2 separate regions of the Sus scrofa genome follow, and region 2 is linked to region 1. The links are chromatin contacts, called in public Hi-C maps. All regions are on one chromosome and are shown on one strand. The core of a region is the stretch at or near the end of the contact, and the rest is flanking DNA. Distances in the headings are between cores, read along the strand shown. Region 1 holds the start of ZFP36 (zinc finger protein 36, C3H type, homolog (mouse)). Region 2 holds the start of BCKDHA (branched chain keto acid dehydrogenase E1, alpha polypeptide).

What was found. A called contact is a pair of places that touch in the nucleus more often than the background predicts.
Region 2: a Hi-C map of liver shows a contact between it and region 1, with 4 times the contacts expected there. The contact joins the promoter of BCKDHA here to the promoter of ZFP36 in region 1. A contact is called at or near these places in 1 of 5 promoter capture datasets (liver) and 1 of 47 Hi-C or Micro-C datasets (liver).

Annotation. Positions count from the first base shown.
Region 1 is chr6:48,060,780-48,065,698 of Sscrofa11.1, forward strand. ZFP36 (zinc finger protein 36, C3H type, homolog (mouse)) reads left to right here and starts at 2,953. Exons shown (of 2, transcript NM_001168419.1): 1 at 2,953-3,007; 2 at 3,821-4,919. The coding sequence starts at 2,984. The coding sequence ends at 4,777.
Region 2 is chr6:49,379,696-49,384,614 of Sscrofa11.1, forward strand. BCKDHA (branched chain keto acid dehydrogenase E1, alpha polypeptide) reads left to right here and starts at 2,515. Exons shown (of 9, transcript NM_001123083.1): 1 at 2,515-2,622. The coding sequence starts at 2,515. It overlaps EXOSC5 (exosome component 5), which reads right to left and starts at 2,052. Exons shown (of 6, transcript NM_001244661.1): 1 at 1,861-2,052. The coding sequence starts at 2,008.

The DNA of each region.
Region 1 (4,919 bases), core at 1,703-4,202:
CACAGCTGAGTACACTCTCCCAGCCCAGGGACGGTTGGAGTAAACAGTGGGGTCAATCACACCTGCAGAGGCGGCCTCACGCGTTTCCTCTTGGGGCTGTGTCAGGCGGGTTGTGAGGACACAACCTTCACACAGGAACGTGGGAGCACCAGGGTCCCACACCTCCTTCCCAACCGCACACCCAGGCAAGCCAGGGAGCCCCCCCTGCACGCCTGCGGTGCACACGCTGTTCACAGTGTGGTACACGCGCCGCCTGACCGGCCGCGCCCGCTCAATCACGCCGAGCACACGCGCGGCCCTGGCACACGTGCCGCGAGTACACGGCCCCCAGCTCGCCCGCGCACTCGCACCGGCTCTCACACCCCCGCGTTTCCCGTCCCCGCTTGTTTTTCTGGAAACTCTGCTCTCCGTTCCCCTCCCCCCTAGGCCGGAAGCGCTCGCAGTATTTTTAGCCTCTCTGGTTTCCGCCCCTTTCCCCCTAGGTCTGCCCGCGCGGGACCTACCCCCCCTGCGCCCCGCGGGGGACCCCGGCCGTCCCTTCCCCACCGTCATTCCAGAGGGGATTCCCGGCCTTCGCCAGAGCCACGGATTTTCCCGCTGGCTACGTGGGGAGCGGGGCGGAGTCCAGCCTTGAACTTCCTCCAGGGCTGGGAAGCCGGAGGCCTGGACGGGGCGGGGGAGGGGGATGGGAGGTGGGAGCTAGACTCCTAAATCGGAGGGAGGAGAGGCTGGGGGCTCGGACTCCTGGGTCTGATGAAGCAGGGGGCTGGGGGCTGGGTCTCCAGGGTCTAAGCTTGGAGGCTGCTTAGCGACCTGGACCCCTAGTGCTGAGCAAGCCGGGGCCGAGGCCCCGGTTTGGTTCCCGACCACAACCCCGCGTCAGTGTTTCGATGGGTGGTCCGTCCTTCAACGCGCAGAGGCCCCTCCAGCCTCTGCGAGAGTCGCCCAATCAGAGCGACCTGGTTCTCGGGCCGATGACTCAGCAGATGGGAGAGGGGAGGGGGTCATCCTGACTCAAGGATGGGAAATGTTCCCTGTCTCCAGGGAATCGAAACTGGGATCCCTCCATCGGGATCGCTGCCAGAGCCGAGCCGGACACCGGGGACTCCAGGGTGCCCCCCACCTCTCGTGCTCCCGCCGCCTGAGCCGTACTAGCGACACAGGGATTTGGAGCACAAACGGGCGGCGGGTGCCAGGCACCTCCCCTTTCCCCCTTTTCCCGTAGTCCTCAAGCCTCTGTTTACAGGCTACAGAAGCCCTGGTTACAGAGAGGAACCCGGGCGTCCGGGCCGAGCCTCCTCGTCACGGCTTCCAGGAAGCCCCCCTCCTCCCCCGCCCCTTGCGAGTGAGTCACAGGCGAGAGGGAGGCTGCAACCGTGCCAGAGCCGCCCGCAGACTCCCAGCTCACGGGACCGGCCAGGAAGGCCCCTCGGCCCCAGAAGGCGCCGCACCAGGGATTCCCCCGAGCTCTGTCGGCCGAGCTAGTCGGCGTGCCTAGCAGAATCTCCCCACCTCAATACAAACCCGCGGTCTGCAGGGGCAGCCTGCAAGAATGAACTTTCCACCATGATAACTGCGTGGCAATGATTTCTTTCTACCCCTCTTATTTTCACTCAGGGCAGCCAGCTCACCAAGACCCCCTTTAAAAATTAGTTTTTTCTCCTTATCTTGAGCTTCATGCAGGGCAACCCCTTGACAGTAAAAAATTTGCCAATAGGGGGAGTGATTTGTGCAAATTTAGCGTTCTCTCAAGGCACGTCCCTTTTTCTTGAGACCCATCCGACTATTAGCTGATGATGACCCACTTTTTCCACCTCCAGACGGCTTTCCACCAAGAAAACCCTCCACCATAACAAGAGATCTCCAACCTTTTCCTATCTTGAGCTTCTCGGAGTGCAAACTCGTAACATAATTCAAGGCCCTGTTATTAAGCTGTTGTCATTTACTAATTGGAGAATAACTTGGCCTCTCTGTGCCTGGGTTTCCTTGTGTAGAAAATGGGCATAATACCTCCTTGAGTTAATGTACGTAAAGCACTTTCATGCCTAACCCAGAGGTAGCGGTTAGAATTGCCATTATATATTTGAGGGTGAGAGGTCACAGAAGCCCTGGAACTGGGGAAAGAGGCCCCTTTCCAGCCAGGTGTCGGGGCAGCGCTCCTCCTACCCTCGTGAGTGGGGCGGTACAGGTCTTGGGACCTGGATAATTTGGGAGCGAGACCATGTCAGGCTGGCAGGTCTCAAAAGAATTCTCCATCGGGCCTATTGGTCTCTTCATCTTGCTCCTGAGAATTTCTGTTTGTGGATGTTTATTTCTCCCCCCCTCCCTTCTCCCTTTTTCTCTGTTTCTTTATGTGCCCCCCCCCCACTTCTTGCTCTGAATTTGCCGTCTGGGACCGTCTATATCTCGTCTTTTCTATCTCTGCCTCCCCACCTTCCTTCTCTCTACCCCCTCTCCCTCTCTGTACCCGTCTCCCCTCTGTGTGCGTCTCTGTGTGTGTGTGTCTGTCTGTCTCCCAGTGTTTGTCTTTTTGCCTCCCTCCATTTCTGTCTTTTGCACTCAGTGGGCCTCTCCCCGCCCCCGTCCGTTGGCCTCTGCCCCGGTCAATTCCCCCAGGGGCCCTGCCCCGCCCCCACCTCTGTCCCAGTTCCCTTCTCCGCGCCTCAGGCTCCAGCTTTGAAAACTGGGCCGACACCCCTCACCCCACACACTCCCCGCGGGGTCGCGATCGCCCGCGGACCCGGATCAGGCAAGTCCCGGCCCGCAGCCGGGCGGAAGGGGACTGGTCCTGGGCCGGGCGGGCTGTGCTGGGGCGGTGCGTCCGGGAAGCGCCCCTCCTGGCCCCGCCCGCCCAGGCCCGCCCCTCTCGAGGCCACGCCCCCTCCTGCTGAATAAATGCAGCCACTGTGCGGGCCCCGCTGTAGCCTGACTTCAGCGCTCCCACTCTTGGCCGGCCCCTCAGCCTTCGGCCCTCTGCGCCGCCATGGATCTCACCGCCATCTACGAGGTGAGCCCCCGCTGATTTGCACCCCGGAGTCCCCATGCCTGACTCCTTTCTCAAGTCTCACCCTCTAGCGCCGCAAACTCCCTCCCGGGACTCTGGCTCCCTTCTCAAACTAAGCTCTTTAGCGCTTCGCACTCCGGCCGGGAGGATCCTGCCTCTTCTCAGACCAGTGTGATCCTCTGGAGGTGAAAATGGAGCCCGTGACTTTGTGGTCTCAGCCCAAACACGGGTGGGCTGGCCTTCGGAAGTGGAAAGCTGGAGGGCTTTTCTCAGGCTGGGGCTGTCTGGAGGCGGAAATGGCCCCACACCTGGCTTACCCCTAGTAGTTGCTGAGGGCGCGGTTTTGCGCGGAGGCGTTTCTGGGGCTAGAGTCTCGGAGAGGGGAAGCCGACTTCTGCTTCCCCACTCCCTAACCCAGAGGACGACTCTGGGAACTCTAAAACCCAAGAGGTCCGCACTCCTGGGTTAACTTTGTTCGCGTCTCCAACTTGTGAAACTGGAGAACCCGATGAGTGTAGTCAGATCCCGAGAGGCCCAGAGGCTTAAAATTGGAAGACAGCGGTGTGTGTCCTGACTTGATCCTGCCGGGCAGCCGGGATTCCTGGGCCCCTCGGGATGAGCTTAAGTCGCGAATATAAACTCAGAACCTCCGAATCGAGATTCTTGCGATCCGGAACCCGTATTTTTTTCCTGCGGGCGGGTGGAGTTCTAGCCAGGAACCCACAAACCGGACTGGCAAGCTTTTAGGTGCTCTGCAGCTGGGGGCGGGGCGTCACCCTGTATTTTCGGTGTCTTAACCCATCCCTGTTCCCACAGAGCCTCCTGTCGCTGAGCCCTGACCTGCCATCCTCCGACCACGGAGAGACTGAGTCCAGCCCGGGCTGGGCCACCGCGGGACTGTGGAGCCTCAACTCATCCGATTCCAGCCCGGCTGGGGTCGCTGCCCGCCTACCTGGTCGCTCCACCAGCTTGGTGGAAGGTCGCAGCTGCGGCTGGGTGCCCCCACCCCCAGGCTTTGCACCCTTGGCTCCCCGCCCAGGCCCTGAACTGTCGCCCTCACCCACCTCGCCAACTTCGACCCCCACCACCTCCTCCCGCTACAAGACTGAGTTATGTCGGACTTTCTCAGAGAGCGGGCGCTGCCGCTATGGGGCCAAGTGCCAGTTTGCCCATGGCCTGGGCGAGCTGCGCCAGGCCAGCCGCCACCCCAAGTACAAGACGGAACTCTGCCACAAGTTCTACCTCCAGGGCCGCTGCCCCTACGGCTCTCGCTGCCACTTCATCCACAACCCCAGCGAAGACCTGGCTGCCCCCGGTCACCCGCATGTGCTGCGCCAGAGTATCAGCTTCTCAGGCCTGCCCTCCGGTCGCCGAACCTCGCCACCACCACCCGGCCTAGCAGGCCCTTCCCTGTCCTCATGCTCCTTCTCGCCCTCCAGCTCCCCACCACCACCACCTGGGGACCTTCCACTTTCACCTTCTGCCTTCTCTGCTGCCCCTGGGACCCCTGTGGCCCGAAGGGACCCCACCCCGGCCTGTTGCCCGTCCTGCCGAAGGGCCACTCCCAGCAGCATCTGGGGGCCCTTGGGTGGCCTGCCTCGGAGCCCCTCTGCACACTCCCTGGGATCTGATCCTGACGAATATGCCAGCAGTGGCAGCAGCCTGGGGGGATCCGATTCACCTGTCTTCGATGCCGGGGTTTTGGGGCCACCCCAGCCAACTGCAGTTCCCCGAAGACTCCCCATCTTCAATCGTATTTCTGTTTCTGAGTGACAAGTGCCTGCCCAGTACAGATGAGCTGGATCTTAAGGGGGCCATTTCTCTTGTGCTGTGGGCACCACAAGGGGTCCCAGGGCTGTGGAGAACTGAGGGACTTAATCAAGTAGCTCCCCTCACTTTCCAGAGTGCATTAACT
Region 2 (4,919 bases), core at 1,265-3,764, 1.3 Mb after region 1:
CTGTAGTGGATTAAAAAGTGTAGAGGGCCAGACTTAGCTGGTGTGGGTGGGTTCTGAGGCTTCAGCATTTTTTTTTTTTTGGCTGTGCCCACGGCACATGGAATTCCTGGGCCAGAGATCAAACCCTTGCCACAGCTTGGACCTGAGCCACAGCAGTAACAATGCTGGAACCTTAACCTGCTGAGTCACCAGGGAACTCCTGGGGCTCGGAATTCTTAACCTCAGTAGAGATTCTGAGGCCAGGAGCATGTGAGACACACTTCTGAGGGCCTTTGAGGGACTCTGCTCCAGGGTCCTGGGCTTTGGGGTTTTAGAACATGGAAGAGGCTCAGTATTTAAGTGCTAAGAAACTTGCATGAAGGGCAGTCCTCCGTACCTCTCTTTGACCTCCTGTCTCTGCTGCAGCCACTTTGCTCTCCTGACTGCTCCTCAAACACACCAGGCAAGTTTTTGTCTCAGGGCCTTTACCCTTGTCCCCAATGCTTTTCTCTTACTGTCTTGAGGGTTTGCTCCCTTACCTTTAGATCTTTATTCAAATGGTACCATCTTAGCGAAGCCTTCCCTGACCATCCCATTTGAGACTGCACCCCTCTCTGGCACGCCCTATTCTTCCTTCCTGCGGTAGTTTCCTCCATAGCCTTTTACTAAGTTTTACTTAGTTATCACTTGTTTCTCTGATGGAAATGGAAACTCTTCTAGGGCAGGAATTTAAAAACTTATATAAAACAGAAAAAAATATAAAAAAAGAAATTAAAAAAACACAAAAAACCTTTTTAGCTATGATTTCTCAGTGCTTAGAACAGTACTTAGCAAAAACACATGTGTTCAGGAATTCCCGCTGTGGCACAAAGGAATTGGCAGGAACCCTGGCCCAGCGTTGCCACTCTAAGGGCATAGGAAGGACACAGTTGGGGCTTGGATGTGATCCCCAGCCTGGCAACTCCGTATATATAAAACAACGAAATTCCCATTTTGGCTCAGCGGGTAAGAACCCAACTAGTATCCATGAGGCTATGGGTTCAATCCCTGGCCCCGCTCGGTGGGTTAAGGATCTGGGGTTGCCGTGAGCTGTGGTGTAGGCCGCAGATGCAGCTCAGATCTCGCATTGCTGTGGCTGCGATGTAGGCCAGCAGCTACAGCTTCATTTGAACCCCTAGCCTGGGAACCTCCATATGTTGCAAGTGCGGTCCTAAAAAGCAAAAAAAAGAAAAAAGAAAAACAAACAAAAAAAAATCAGTAGTGGTGATTTGCCAGTCTACGAGGTATTTACGCAAAAGAACAGGTTTGCCTCAACCAGGGATAGATGAATCCAGAGTGCATGTGTGGGAGGAACCTAGTCAAGGAGGACTTTTTTTACACGGTGAGATTTCCCCTATTCTGGAGTATTCGTTCTTTTTTTTTTTTTTTTTTTTTTTTGCTCTCTCAGGCCTCACATGGAAGTTCCCAGGCTAGGGATCTAATCAGAGCTACAACTGCCAGCCTACACCACAACCACAGAAACCCCAGATCCGAGCTGTGTCTGCGACCTACACCACAGCTCACAGCAACGCCGGATCCTTAACCCGCTAAGGGAGGCCAGGGATCGAACCCTCATCCTCATGGATCCTAGTCGGGTTCCTTAACTGCTGAGCCACGAAGGGAAGTCCCTGGAGTATTCGTTCTTAAGAGAAGGTCTGCCCCTCTCTCATCCTGAGGCATATTTACCAGAGTGGAGGTATCTTCACCCTTCTATTTGTCTACTGGCATATGCAGTACCATTCACTCCGGCAAGAACTGCATCAGTCCAAGAAGATATTTACCAGCTAACACAATACACTGTACCCGCCCACGAGAACAAATACGACGTGGGTAAATTCTTACCTTGCAGGAAAGAGGCAGAGCCATCGGGCCGGGACAACAAGTTTTGTTCGCAGGCAAAGTGCCGGAGAGTACAGCTGGGGCTCCGAGGGCCAGACTCTGCTCCAGACTCGGGGCGTACCTTGGTTTCAGTCTGCATCGACTCCTCCATCGCCGGGGAGCCCACGTGCAGCAGGGACTGTCGCTTCCGCCCAGAAGCGCGCGCTTGCGTACAGACTGCGTACCCAATGAGCAAGCGCCAACTTGGGTGCGGGGCCCTCCGGGATCCGCGCCCGCACGTGTCTCTGCGTTTACTAACAATCTGGTCCCTCCTACTCCCGCCTAGAGAGTCCAGGAAAGCCATTGGACAGAAGGGAAGAGAGGGCGGGCCTTGGCATGAGCTCGTCCTACCCGAGGCCCCGGGGCCCTGAAACCCTGAAGCCGAGCTCAGTTGCCCTCTGCTTTGCCTGTTAAGAGGAATAACTCCGGTGAAGCGATCGGAGTAATTTGGGGAAATCTGGATTATTTTACCCACCTATATATGTGTCCTAAAGACCGCAGGATTAGTAGCAGGTGGTTTCTTGGCAGAGCGATCCTGGTATTTGAGTCAGGCTCCTGAAGGGGCAGCCCCAGTCTCGCCAAGGAGGGGGACGCTACTCTGAGGTATTAATGGTCAAGATGGCGTTGGCGGTGGCTGTGGCGAGGGTTTGGGAGCGCAGTCAAGGCTTGGGCCAGGCTGGCCTCCTGCTTCTGCGGCGGCTTGGGGCTCGGGGTCTGGCTAGATCTGTGAGTACTGGGGAGGTACCCGAGAAGGTATAGAAATGTTAACTCCTTCTTCAGAGTGTGGCGTCCCTGTAGGGAGTACATGGAGGGCGGTTGAAGGGAGAAGGGCTGCAGAAACATCTTGTAGCGGACCCTCAAGGGAAGAAGTTTCACTTCCTTAGGAGAGGCAAAGCGGGACAGCTTCTTTGTGGACCCTCAGGGAGGAAGACAACGTGGAGAAAGTGAGGGAGGGCGTTTCTTATTAGTTGCCACCAATGCCCCGGGGAGGCCTCTTGGAGGACATGGGGGGAAAGTGTGACCTTTCTCCTCAGGGGTTGGAGAGTGAAATTGCGTTTACAAAGGAAAGATTTTCTTCTTGGGAAAGACTCCCCCTTCCAAGAAGAGAAGAGAGAGCAGATACCCCAGCACAGGCTTTTATAGTGCCTTTTTGCTTCAACTCTGGTTTTTTTTAGTTTGTTTTTTTACTTTTTATTGGGGCATCTGCAGCATATGGAAGTTCCCAGGCTAGGGGTGGAATGGGAACCGCAGCTGGGGGCCAACGCCAGATTCTTAACCCAGTGAGCGGGGCCAGGAGTGGAACCTGCATCCTCATGGACACTATGACCGGTTCCTAACCCACTGAACCACAACAGGAACTCCTGCTCTGATTTTAAAATGAATCGTGTAAAAAAGTCGTTTGATCCTGGGTCCCCTGATGCAGTACCTGGCTGTTGACCTTGTCTGTCTTGATCATTACAAAGGAGATGATTAGTAAGTATTTGTTCAGCTAATGAGGGTGGACGAGGAGGGAGAGAGGTCCAGACAGAGCACTTGTCCACATTGCTTAGGAACACGTAAGAAATGCCTCATTTCTTGTCGCAGGGTCAGCCTTCCTTTAGGTTGATGAGAGCTTTCACAGCAGAAATCTAATTGGGAGCCCCTCTTAAGGGGAAGAGAGGCAGTGGGCTGCAGAAGAGCTGTGGATTGTTTTCACATGTAAGTAGTTAAGAAGGTGTGCTCTGAAGCTAGACCATGTGGGACCAATATCCCTGATCTGCTGTTTTCTAGTTTTTTAGCTTTGGGCAAGGGACTGCTTCTCTCTGGACCTAATCCCCCCCACTCCCACCCCCGCCAGCCAGTAAAATGCTAACAACAGATTGTTGTGAAGAACACAGAAGAGTGCCAAGGACTGGATGTGCCCATGACGAGGGCAGAGTGGATTTTGGCTGCTGTTGAAAGGGGACAGAAACTGACTTTGGAGATGAGGGAAAAGGGCTGGGTTGGTGAGGAAATCTATCAGAACTTTGTGGGGGAGTACCCGTCCTGGTGCAGAGGAAATGAATACTGCTAGTAACCATGAGGTTGCAGGTTCCATCCCTGGCCTCGCTCGGTGGGTTAAGGATCCTGCGTTGCTGTGAGCTGTGGTGTAGGTCGCAGACGTGGCTTGGAAACAGCGTGGCTGTGGTGTAGGCTGGCAGCTGTAGCTCCAATTTGACCCCTAGCCTGGAACCCTCCATGTACCGTGGTGCAACCCTAAAAAGCCAAAAAAGAAAAATGAAAGAAAAATAAGACTTTTTGTGGGGTTGGGCCAGACCGGCTAATCCCCAATTATTAGGAAGGGAAGATGGAATCTGTAGGAAGAAGCTCTAGCCAGGGAAGGAGAATAGGCTGGGAATGAGGTGTGGGTGGGCCTGGGAAGGGAGTCACTTGAGGCAGTTAATTTCAGAAGGGTTCCTGGAGCAAGATGGAAGTGGGACAGTCCCTGCCCTTGGGCTGTTCTCTGTGCATTTTGTTTTGTTTTTTTTTTTTTTAAGCTATCAGATCCTCTGCAGCTGATCTCCCTGGAGGCTGTTGGCTGGTCCTGTGGGTGGGGGTTGGGGGTGGGGTGGCTGGACTGGGGCAGGAGTAGAAGTAAGGAAAGGCCTTTTAGGGCAGAGTAAATCTGCTTCTTGCCTGGCTCAGTCCCCTTGCTGCCCTTCCTTCCTGCCTCCCCTCTTTTTTTTTTTTTTTTTTGCTTTTTAGGGCCGCACCCAGGGCATATGGAGGTTTCCAGGCTAGGATTCAAATCTGAGCTACAGCTGCCAGCCTACACTACAGCCACAGCAATGCCAAATCCGAGCCGTGTCTGCAACCTACACCACAGCTCACAGCATCACTGGATCCTTAACCCACTGAGCAAAGCCTGGGATCGAACTCGCGACCTCATGGTTCCTAGTGGGATTCATTTCCGCTGCGCCACAACGGGAGCTCCCCCTCCTTTTTTTTTTTTTTTTTTTTGTGGGGTGGAGGAGCAGGAGGTCTTTCAGAGCCCCTACTTTTTG